3 separate regions of the Sus scrofa genome follow, and all the other regions are linked to region 2. A link is a contact called in public Hi-C data. All regions are on one chromosome and are shown on one strand. Each heading gives the region's core, a stretch centred on a gene start, on an enhancer-like site or on the middle of the called end of the contact. The rest is flanking DNA. Distances are from core to core; before and after follow the strand shown. Region 1 has its middle 41 kb from the start of KLHL25. Region 2 overlaps AKAP13 (A-kinase anchor protein 13). Region 3 overlaps KLHL25 (kelch-like protein 25).

Region 1 (3,107 bases), core at 487-2,986, 120 kb after region 2:
AACTATATCCAGTCTCTTGGAATAGAACATGATGGAAGATTATATGAGAAAAAGAATATATATATACATATATATACACATACCTGGGTCACTTTTCTATACAGCAGAAACTGGTACAACATTGTAAATCAACTATACTTTAATAAAAATAGAAAGGTAAAAAGCTCAAAAACAATAAAACAGACGGTAACAAAGACCTACTGTATAGCACAGGATATTTAATACTGTGTGAAAACCTACATGGGAAACTAATCTGAAAAGAAATGGATATACGTATATACACCTGAAATTAATGCAACTTTTGTAAGTCAACTAAATTCCAATAAAATTTAAGAAAAAAAAAAAAGAACACCTGGGTTCTGGGACTCTTCACCCTAGTAAGAAGGACCCCCACCAGGAAAGGCTCTTGAGGACCCTCGAAGTGGCTGTACAGATACTCTGGAAACTGGGAAAGAGATCCTTGACTTCTCTGTTGTGCAGAGCTTCCCACCGCCCAGGGCGTGTTGCCTGGCTGAGGAGAAGAACCCAAGCCTTTCAGGAAAAGTAGGTCCTGGGTGTGGCAAGGAAGCCAGAGGGAGTGAGAGATGGAACAGGAAGAGACAGGAGGGCCTGAATGGGAGCAGAATCTGGGAGAACCACCCAGAGCCTCCAGCAGGCTCTCAGGAGGATATGCCCAGCAGATTCTCAGAGAAGGGAGGTCCTAGGGCATCTGAGGGGGTGGGGGCTGGAATTGCTACAGGCCTAGAGAGGCCTTGTGTAGCTGCTTCCAATCTCCCAGGGGAGCTGCTGGCCAGCAGCACGATGTGACTATGCTAGAAGGGCCGGTGTAGCAGCTGCCCCACCACCCCAGCTCCATCCCACTTGCCACAGTTTTCGGGAGAAGTCATAGCTCTGGGGCTACTGCTCATCTGATCAGTGATTCTACTTAGGGGTCTTCCTGGAGCCTTGAAGACTGTGTACTCAGAATGTCATTCCCCAGAGAAAGGTTATGGGGATGTTGGAGGTCAAGGCAGGTGGGATACACAGACCTCTTCCCTTGTTTGTCCTGAGGAAGAGTGTATTCCTGTCTTACAGATGATACAACCTAGGCTCAGAGACATCAAGTGACTTGTCCAAGGTTATACAGCTATAGGAATTTCAACCGAGTTTGGATGAGACCAAAGTCTGGGCATTTTTTTCAGGATGCAAACACTGGCCACTCTCAGACCTACAGGTTTATATTCTGTTTCTCAGCCTCTACCTTCATGGATAAAAACCATTCATTTCCCCCATCCTCATGGTCTGTTCTGGGGATCCCCTGGCCTGTCTCACCATCTAGATTCTAGCCACTGATCTTCTCAGCCCCAGACAGCAGATATTCGGTGAAATGCAGAACACGTATGCCAGGGCCCCATCTGTCCATCTAAACATGACTGCAAATCAAGGACACGTTTACAATGATGCCCAAATGACAAAGGTCCCAGGCCACTTACCTCTCTGAAACAAGAACCCTAGCTGCCCCCGGTCCCCTGCCTCATCCAAGTTCCTCCAGTCATTTTGAGGAGTTCTCAAAGGGAGCCTCACGCACACCCAGTCTGTTAGGGGCACCCCCACTGCATCCCCCCATTTCTTGCCTGTTCTTGTTTTGTCCACAATTCCCAGCTTTCCAGTAGTGAATTATTAACCATGCTATGGTTGTAACCACATTATTGTTAACTATGAAAGTGGGATGACTGAAGAGTGATCTTTGTACCAGTGTCTGTGCCAGTGGGGCTGGTCCAGAGCTCAGAAGGCCCTCATTCATTGGCAGAATCTCCCAATGACTCTGATGAAGAGACTTGGAGCTCCCACCTCAAAGGTCTCAACTTCTGCCAGAGGCTAGGTGGGCACAGGTGCTCTGCCGTTCTCCCATAAACCTCCAACCTCCTGATGGCATCTGGCCATAATCACTACCTCCTCCCCCTGGCAGGTTAGTGGATGCAAAGAACTTAGTGGACACATTTCTATGGTCTACAAAGGTCTCCAGAAATTTTTTTCTTATGGCTGAATCTGCAGCATGTGGAAGCTTCTGGGCTAGGGATTGAATTTGAGCAACAGCTGCAGCAATGCTGGATCCTTAACACACTGTGCCAGGCTGGAGATCAAACCCTCCTCTGCAGTGACCAGAGCTGCTGCAGTCAGATTCTTAACCCACCATACCACAGCAGGAATTCCTCCGGAATTTTTTTAATTGCACATTTCTATCAGTACATCTAAAAAGCATATACCCCTACTTGATGCAAATCTGTTTTTCATATATCATGTATAGACATAGCACTGCTCTTGTATGTGCACTTGTATTAATATAATGTGCATTAAAGCCATGCACAAAATAGAAATACACAAGGATGTTTTTTCATAAATTAGAAACGTTTATGTATGATGTCCATGAAAACCATATGTGAAAATAGAAAGGTAAAGAAAAGATGGAGAATAAATATAAAAGTTCTTACTTTTTCTTCTTCCCCTCCAGCGCATCTGCTCCCTCCATACCCAAATACATGCACCTCATTTTAGAGATTATACCCTTTGTCCACATCTGCACTCTTACTAGATGCTCTTTTCACACGATTCACTCAAGCTTCATGACTGCCCTGGGTGGGAGGTGTTTCTTCCTCTGTTTTTTGCACCAGTGCTGAAGTTCAGAGCCTGGGGTCGACTCCTACTCAGGCTGCTCTACCAAAATACCCTGGATTGGGCAGCTTAAACAACAGACATTTATTTCCCACAGTTTGTGAGGCTGCAAGTCCAAGATCCAGCATGGTTGGTTTCTCCTGAGGCCCTTTTCAAATCTTTTCTCTGTGCCTGTGCATCCCAGGTGTCCTTCTCTCTCTCTCATCAGGACATTCATCAGACTGGGTGAGGGCCCTACCCTTGTGACCTCATTTAAAAGGCCCATCTCCAAATACAATCACATCCTAAGATAGTGAGGATTAGGGCTTCACCATGTGAATGTGGAGGACAAGTCAGGCCATAACAACACTTAAGCCTATGCTCTCTGAGTCATTAGGCTGCCCTGCTTGACTGGTCTGGTGGTGCGACCTGGGAGCACTCACCCAAAATGTCACCTTGCTATGTCCTCCCAGGGG
Region 2 (2,966 bases), core at 176-2,675:
TCTGTTGTTTCTCTCCTGCTCAGTTTTTATTCTAGTTTCAGCACTCTCTCCTTTCTGTGGGACATTGCTGCTCTAGAAAAGACTTTGAGAATTCAGATGCTTAGACTGTTCTATCTATGGGAGGGGTGACAACTTTGGCAGTTTTAGCTGTTGGTCTCAAATTGGCTCACCTAACTTCCTAGGGAATTCCGTTTAGCTACTTTGGATCTGATTCTAGGAGCCAGGAGCTTTCCAATAAATTACTCTGCCTTCCCTGTACCCTTTCCAGTTTCCTAGGTCTCATATATATATATATATTCTTTTTTTTTTTTTTCACTTGACTGATCTCTGCATTTCCAGTAGATCCAACTAAAACACATATCCTGAGCTGACAGCTTTGTCTGAATAAAGGAAATCCCGTAGTCACTTTGGAATGTTCTGATCATATTCCCCGTACATATAATGTATTACCGCGAGATTTTCTATTTCTCATTGAAAAAGGAGATGTCAGTTTTGCGTGTTTCCTTTCTTCCAGTGGAGATCCTTCAGAGTTTGGTGAGTGGAAGCCTGGGAGGCACCCTTGGGCAGACTGTGAGCAGCCCTACTGAGCAAGAAGGCATGGTGGGCCCTGTTTCCCTGCCCCGGAGAGCAGAGACCTTTGGAGGGTTTGACAGCCATCAGATGAATGCTTCAAAAGGTCAGTGGTTTTGAATTCGTTGCCCTTACAGGCAGCCCTTGGCTATCAAGCTAAACATGATCTGTACTCTGTAGCACCATTTCCTCTGTCTTCTGCCCCCCCTCAGTCAGTAAATGTTTTAGTCAGAGCCTAGTAAGTATCTAGCTGCTAAAACACTCAGGCACCTCTCCCAGTGTTATGTTTATTTTGAGTAATAAAAAATTTTCCTGGGATCTCTGCTAAGCTATAGCCAAGTAACACTTGTTTCTTTCTGCTTCTAGTTCTGCATCAGTGAAATCATTAACAATCACTCAGCTGCCACCAAGGGCCTGCCCCTTTTTGGCATTAATAGACATCAGAAATATTCTGTCCTTGAGCTATGTATATTGTATTTTCTTGACTAATTGGTTTCACAACTTAAAAAACAAAAATTAAAAAAAAAACAAAAAACCTTGTTTGTTTGTCTAGGTGGTGAAAAGGAAGAGGGAGATGATGGCCAAGATCTTAGGAGAACAGAATCGGACAGTGGTTTGAAAAAGGTATTTCTTTCTAAGATATACTCTCTAAGTCCTCCCTGGCCTTTCCTCTGAATTCATAATCTTTGAAATTAGTCCATTCTGATTTTGTTAGTCCAGTCTGATTTGCTGTTTTCATTTCCCACTTTAAGAGGAAAGCACATATCTAAGCAAACCGTACAATTAAGAGCCCCACGCCCTTGGCCATTGAGTCTCTCTGGCTTTGGACAGTGTTGACACACACAGCTCTGCCACTGCCCTGGCTGGACCAGTGTTGTTAAGAGGCTGTTTAAATGTCCCACATCCACCTGAACCCTTGGCAAAGCCTCCATGACAGTTCGGCCTGCAGTGAGAGGCTACTAGAGAAGAACAAAAATGGGAAGTCACAGCATAACAGACACACTGACTGTTATTTTTGCCTCAGAATCTTCGGGGTTTTTTTAATGTACTTTTTTTGTTTTATAGGGTGGAAATGCTAACGTGGTATTTATGCTTAAAAGAAACAGTGAGGTAAGAACGTTATGAGCTATTTAACAGAATATGTTTTTGTCATAATTGTTAGGTTAGGAATGCTCATTTCTACTTGACTGTTGAGCAAGCTGGCTCTTGGCTGTGACCCGGGCAGTTGTCAGTTTCCCTTCCCCAGGCCATCAACTTGTCATTTTGCCAGAGTACTGCCCACTAAAACGGCCTCTGCTTCTCTGTCCTTGAGAAACCCCTTGCTTTCTCTAAACATGGGCTATGACACTCCCATCCATGCACACTGAGTAGAATTTGTAGCCACCCTTGCTGTAATGCAAGCCTGGCACCGAAGGCCATGGTCTAGAACCTGGCAAATTACCTTTTTGGTAATTCTGCATAGTAATTTCTTATCCTACAGCTGAAGTTGGGTTTTCTTCTTTGAGCATTGCTTTTTACTCAAAAGGTAGCCTTGGCATCCCCTGGCCAGAGAGGAGGTTGCCATGCCAGTGTTTCACCCCCCTCCAGCTGAGTTCCACTGACTCTGGGATAACCCATGACTTGCATGGTCTCCCTCTCTCCTTGGGTCCCTTTTAGGAAGCCTCCTGCAGGCACTGCCGCCTCCAGACTTAGTTGACTCTGAGCATGTAACTGAGTCAGGAGGCTAGAATTGGACGCAGGACAGTGGTGCTCTGGGGTGTACCTCTCAGGATGTTCTCTGTGTTTCTCTCTGCTTTTAATATGCTTTTAACATGATGTCTTAAATCCCCAAGAAGCTTTGTTTTGAAATTTCAAATTAAGGGAATCTTTGCCTTTTTTCCCCCAAAACACAAAAGGATGTTGTTTTCTGTTTGTTGACATGTTAGTCCACACTAACTATCCTGAGGAAATATCAGGGCCATGCTGAAAAATGTGTGGAGTTCCCATTGGGGCACAGTGTGGTATCCTGAAGGAACTCCTTTCAGTGTTTTCATCTTGAATGAAGTAAAGCTGCTCCACACAGGCTCTGGTGCCGCTTAAAAAGTAGTAGCTCTTGGTTAATTTTTCCACTTGCCAACTTTTCCCTCCCATATTTATTTAGTGAGAAGAGTCAGGTAAGAAATAGTACAAGACCAGTGGTTTTCAGGCATTTCTGTATGGATTACACACCACAGATGCTCAGCCAGAGTCAGCTGATCTGCTGTGATTTCTCTCTCTGTTCATTAAGAATAAACTTAAATGAGGAATAAAAAGTATTCTCAGAAAGGCTAAGCCTGATAATTAAGTTTGTGTGTTTTAAGTATTAGAAAAAGAATACATGTTCATGGTAGAAAATATGAAAAATGCCCAATAATATA
Region 3 (2,776 bases), core at 79-2,578, 66 kb after region 2:
CCTGGAAGGTCACTCCCGTCACATTGGCCAAAACCAGTCACGTGACTTCACACACCCAGGACAGTGCCTGAAGGGTAATCCTATCCTATGGCTACTAGTTCTGTACTTTGCAGATAAGAAAACAGCAGCTCAGAGATTGATGGTCCTGAGTACTACTACTACTAAGTCATAGAGACTGAGTACTTCCTACATAGGAGGCCCTCCTCTGAGTGCTTCTGACAGGCTGGGCCACTGGGCAGGGAGCGTGGGCAATTACTCCCTGCCACAGGGGGGACTGCCTGGGCCATGCTTCCAGCCCAGCAGGCACAGCCACAGACAGTCAGCACCCTCTTTTCCGCCAGGTCCTGCTCTTGTGAGTGTGAGCTCCATGACCCACGTGAGACAGGCCAACAGGCACAACCAGGGGGCTCAGTCATCCTGACAAGATACTACAAAAATGAAACAAAAGATGAAAATCCCCAGAAACAGCCCCTAACACGGATATTTTCGGGGGCAAGGGGGTAAGGGAGGTGGTGGGCGAGGGACACTGCCCTAAGGAGGCAAAAACTGGTTCTTGGAGGGCAGAAAAAAAAAAAAATCTTATTTCTGTACAAAGCACGGATTTACATATAGAATATCGACAGACTTACAGTATATCTGGTATTAAAATGTATTGGTGGAGGCAGGATTGAGTGAAGTTAGGAAAAAAGATCTAAGGTTTAGCCAGGGGAAAGTGATACGGCTGAGAAACACTGCAAACAAAATAACTATTTTCACTTTGGCTTCTTATTTTCAGCTTTTATCTCCAAACATTTTACAGTGCTGCAATCACAGAATACCATTTTACATTCTTTTTCCCGATTTCACCTAGTTTGCATACATCTACCCCTCATTCACCACTGAACACAGATAGACTAGGGACCTCCGGCCTGCAGACCCTGGGATGAATGGGCCCAGGCTCTCTGGGGTTGTCAGCTGTGATCTTTAATGTCTATGAAGTATACAGCCACCATGACTCACTAATTCATTCATCGACGGTGTCGGAATTTGTACCCAATGAACAAATAACACCTTTTGCTTGTGGTGAATTATGAATTACTGTATTCTCTTGAGATAAAATCTTTGGAGAAGAATTACAGATGTTTGATGTCATACTGTCCTAAAAGCTGTTTACCATGCTTAATTAAACCACCCCTGCAACAAAGAGGCTTCTTCCAGCTAAAGGAGGAGTGGCTCAGACACCTCCAAACACGGTGGGGAAGGGCAGGGAGAAGCTGCTGCCAGGCCTCTACTGCTGTGTCCTGCAGCCGTTTGGTGGGGCTGCCCGGACTGTCTCTGGCCCCTGAAGCTGGGCGTCTGCAAGCCCAGCTGTTGCTCCAGACGGGAGCAGGGCCAGTGAAATGGACACCACTGCTCTAATCACAGAGGGGACAAAGAACTTGGCGCTCAGGTTTGCCCATCTGTTGAAATCACTCGTTTCCTTTTACTTATTCAGAGCGAGACGGAGAGAGAAAGTGGGGCAGGGGAGAGCTCCCCACCCCTACTCCCCGCAAAGCAAACATCGTTGCCTCCCAGTCCTGGTTCCTCCTTCTTCAGCAGGACTGCTGGGGGGCGGGGGGGGCCTGGAGGGAGGCTGTCTCTCTTCCTGTCTGTTACCCTGAAAGATTCGCAAAGGCCTACACATCGAGCCATTAAAAGCGCTCTGGCCTAGATATCACTTTCAATGAGCCACCTGGAGTGACAGGCTGGGAGGAAAATGAACTGCAGAAGAGATGGGGGGAAAAAAAAACAGTCAAGCACTGTTGGCCACTTACTCCCTGTGCTCTAGAAGCTTCGTTCTACTGCAGCCTGTCAGTGTGGGTATCAAAACGGAATGGGAATGTCCCTCCGTGGCTAAAGCCCATGGAGAGGGGAGGGGAGTGTAGCTGGAGAGCAACTGGGCAAGATCTTTCAGAGTGACAAAGGCACATGCCCTCTGCCCTAGCCTCTCCACGTCTAGGAGTCCTGCCCTCCATTGTCACAGCTGCATGCTTCCTTTTGGCTGAGAGTGGAAAAGGCTGGAAACAGCCTCAGCGTTCATGGGTAAGAGGCCCAGTTAAATACACGCTCGTTCATTCATGGAGTGGAACACTATAGAACTATATATAGAGAGAGATAGATATACATACACATATATAAAATAAGCAACTGGCTTTCTCTGCTACAATGAGAGGTGCTGTGAATAGTTTGCCGTCTCCTACATCTGCTAAAAACCAACCAACTAGTTACACAGACACGCAATACGCACACCTCCTGGAGATGCACAGGCTGTCTCTGGCAGGCTGGCTAAGAAACTAGTCGATAGTAGCTACTGCTGGGGAGGAGGGCAGGGAGGCTGTCTTCGCCGCACACCCCACCGACCCTGCCAGACTCTGCACCACAGGCAGGGTCACTTTTTTAGACCTTGCTGGATGTAAGCCTATGTGCCAGGCACCACTCCTTCTTTCACCTCATCTTTAGGGCACCCCTTAGAGGCGCCGATGTTCCTCCTGTACAGATGGGCAAATTGAGGCTCAGAGAAGATAAGAAATGCGTGTATGTCCTCAGTATTCAAAGCTGTTTGGCTCCAAAGTCCCTGCTCAAATGTCAAAATTGGGGCTGTTCACAATGAAGAACCACCTTCCAGGCTGCAAAGGCCATGTGGGCCTGAATGGGAGATGCTATTTTAAATGAAAAACACTTGAAGAGTTCCCATCGGGGCTCAGCGGAAATGAATCTGATTAGTATCCATGAGGACACAGGTTCGATCCCTGGCCTC

The links. Hi-C and Micro-C count contacts between places; a contact is called where the count stands out from the background.
Region 1: a contact with region 2 is called in a Hi-C map of liver, with 2.8 times the contacts expected there. The contact joins two enhancer-like sites. A contact is called at or near these places in 2 of 5 promoter capture datasets (fetal liver and liver), 27 of 47 Hi-C or Micro-C datasets (adipocytes, alveolar macrophages, blood and 16 more) and 2 of 2 datasets of contacts at active chromatin or transcription factors (alveolar macrophages and skeletal muscle).
Region 3: a contact with region 2 is called in a Hi-C map of liver, with 5 times the contacts expected there. The contact joins two enhancer-like sites. A contact is called at or near these places in 8 of 47 Hi-C or Micro-C datasets (brain, embryonic fibroblasts, epiblast stem cells and 2 more) and 1 of 2 datasets of contacts at active chromatin or transcription factors (skeletal muscle).

The regions. Positions count from the first base shown.
Region 1 is chr7:88,331,290-88,334,396 of Sscrofa11.1, forward strand. No RefSeq gene overlaps it. Among named protein-coding and RNA genes, the nearest start is that of KLHL25, 41 kb to the left of the region's middle. Within about 2 kb of position 1,737, at least 4 of the 83 cell types and tissues checked have an H3K27ac peak or open chromatin away from gene starts, as enhancers often do. A contact at or near this core is called in liver, where this site is marked.
Region 2 is chr7:88,210,281-88,213,246 of Sscrofa11.1, forward strand. It overlaps AKAP13 (A-kinase anchor protein 13), which reads left to right. Exons shown (of 38, transcript XM_021099912.1): 32 at 515-676; 33 at 1,124-1,194; 34 at 1,636-1,680. Among named protein-coding and RNA genes, the nearest start is that of KLHL25, 80 kb to the right of the region's middle. Within about 2 kb of position 1,426, at least 10 of the 83 cell types and tissues checked have an H3K27ac peak or open chromatin away from gene starts, as enhancers often do. A contact at or near this core is called in liver and skeletal muscle, where this site is marked.
Region 3 is chr7:88,276,248-88,279,023 of Sscrofa11.1, forward strand. All of the region lies in intron 1 of KLHL25 (kelch-like protein 25), which reads right to left. Among named protein-coding and RNA genes, the nearest start is that of KLHL25, 14 kb to the right of the region's middle. Within about 2 kb of position 1,329, at least 26 of the 83 cell types and tissues checked have an H3K27ac peak or open chromatin away from gene starts, as enhancers often do. A contact at or near this core is called in liver and skeletal muscle, where this site is marked.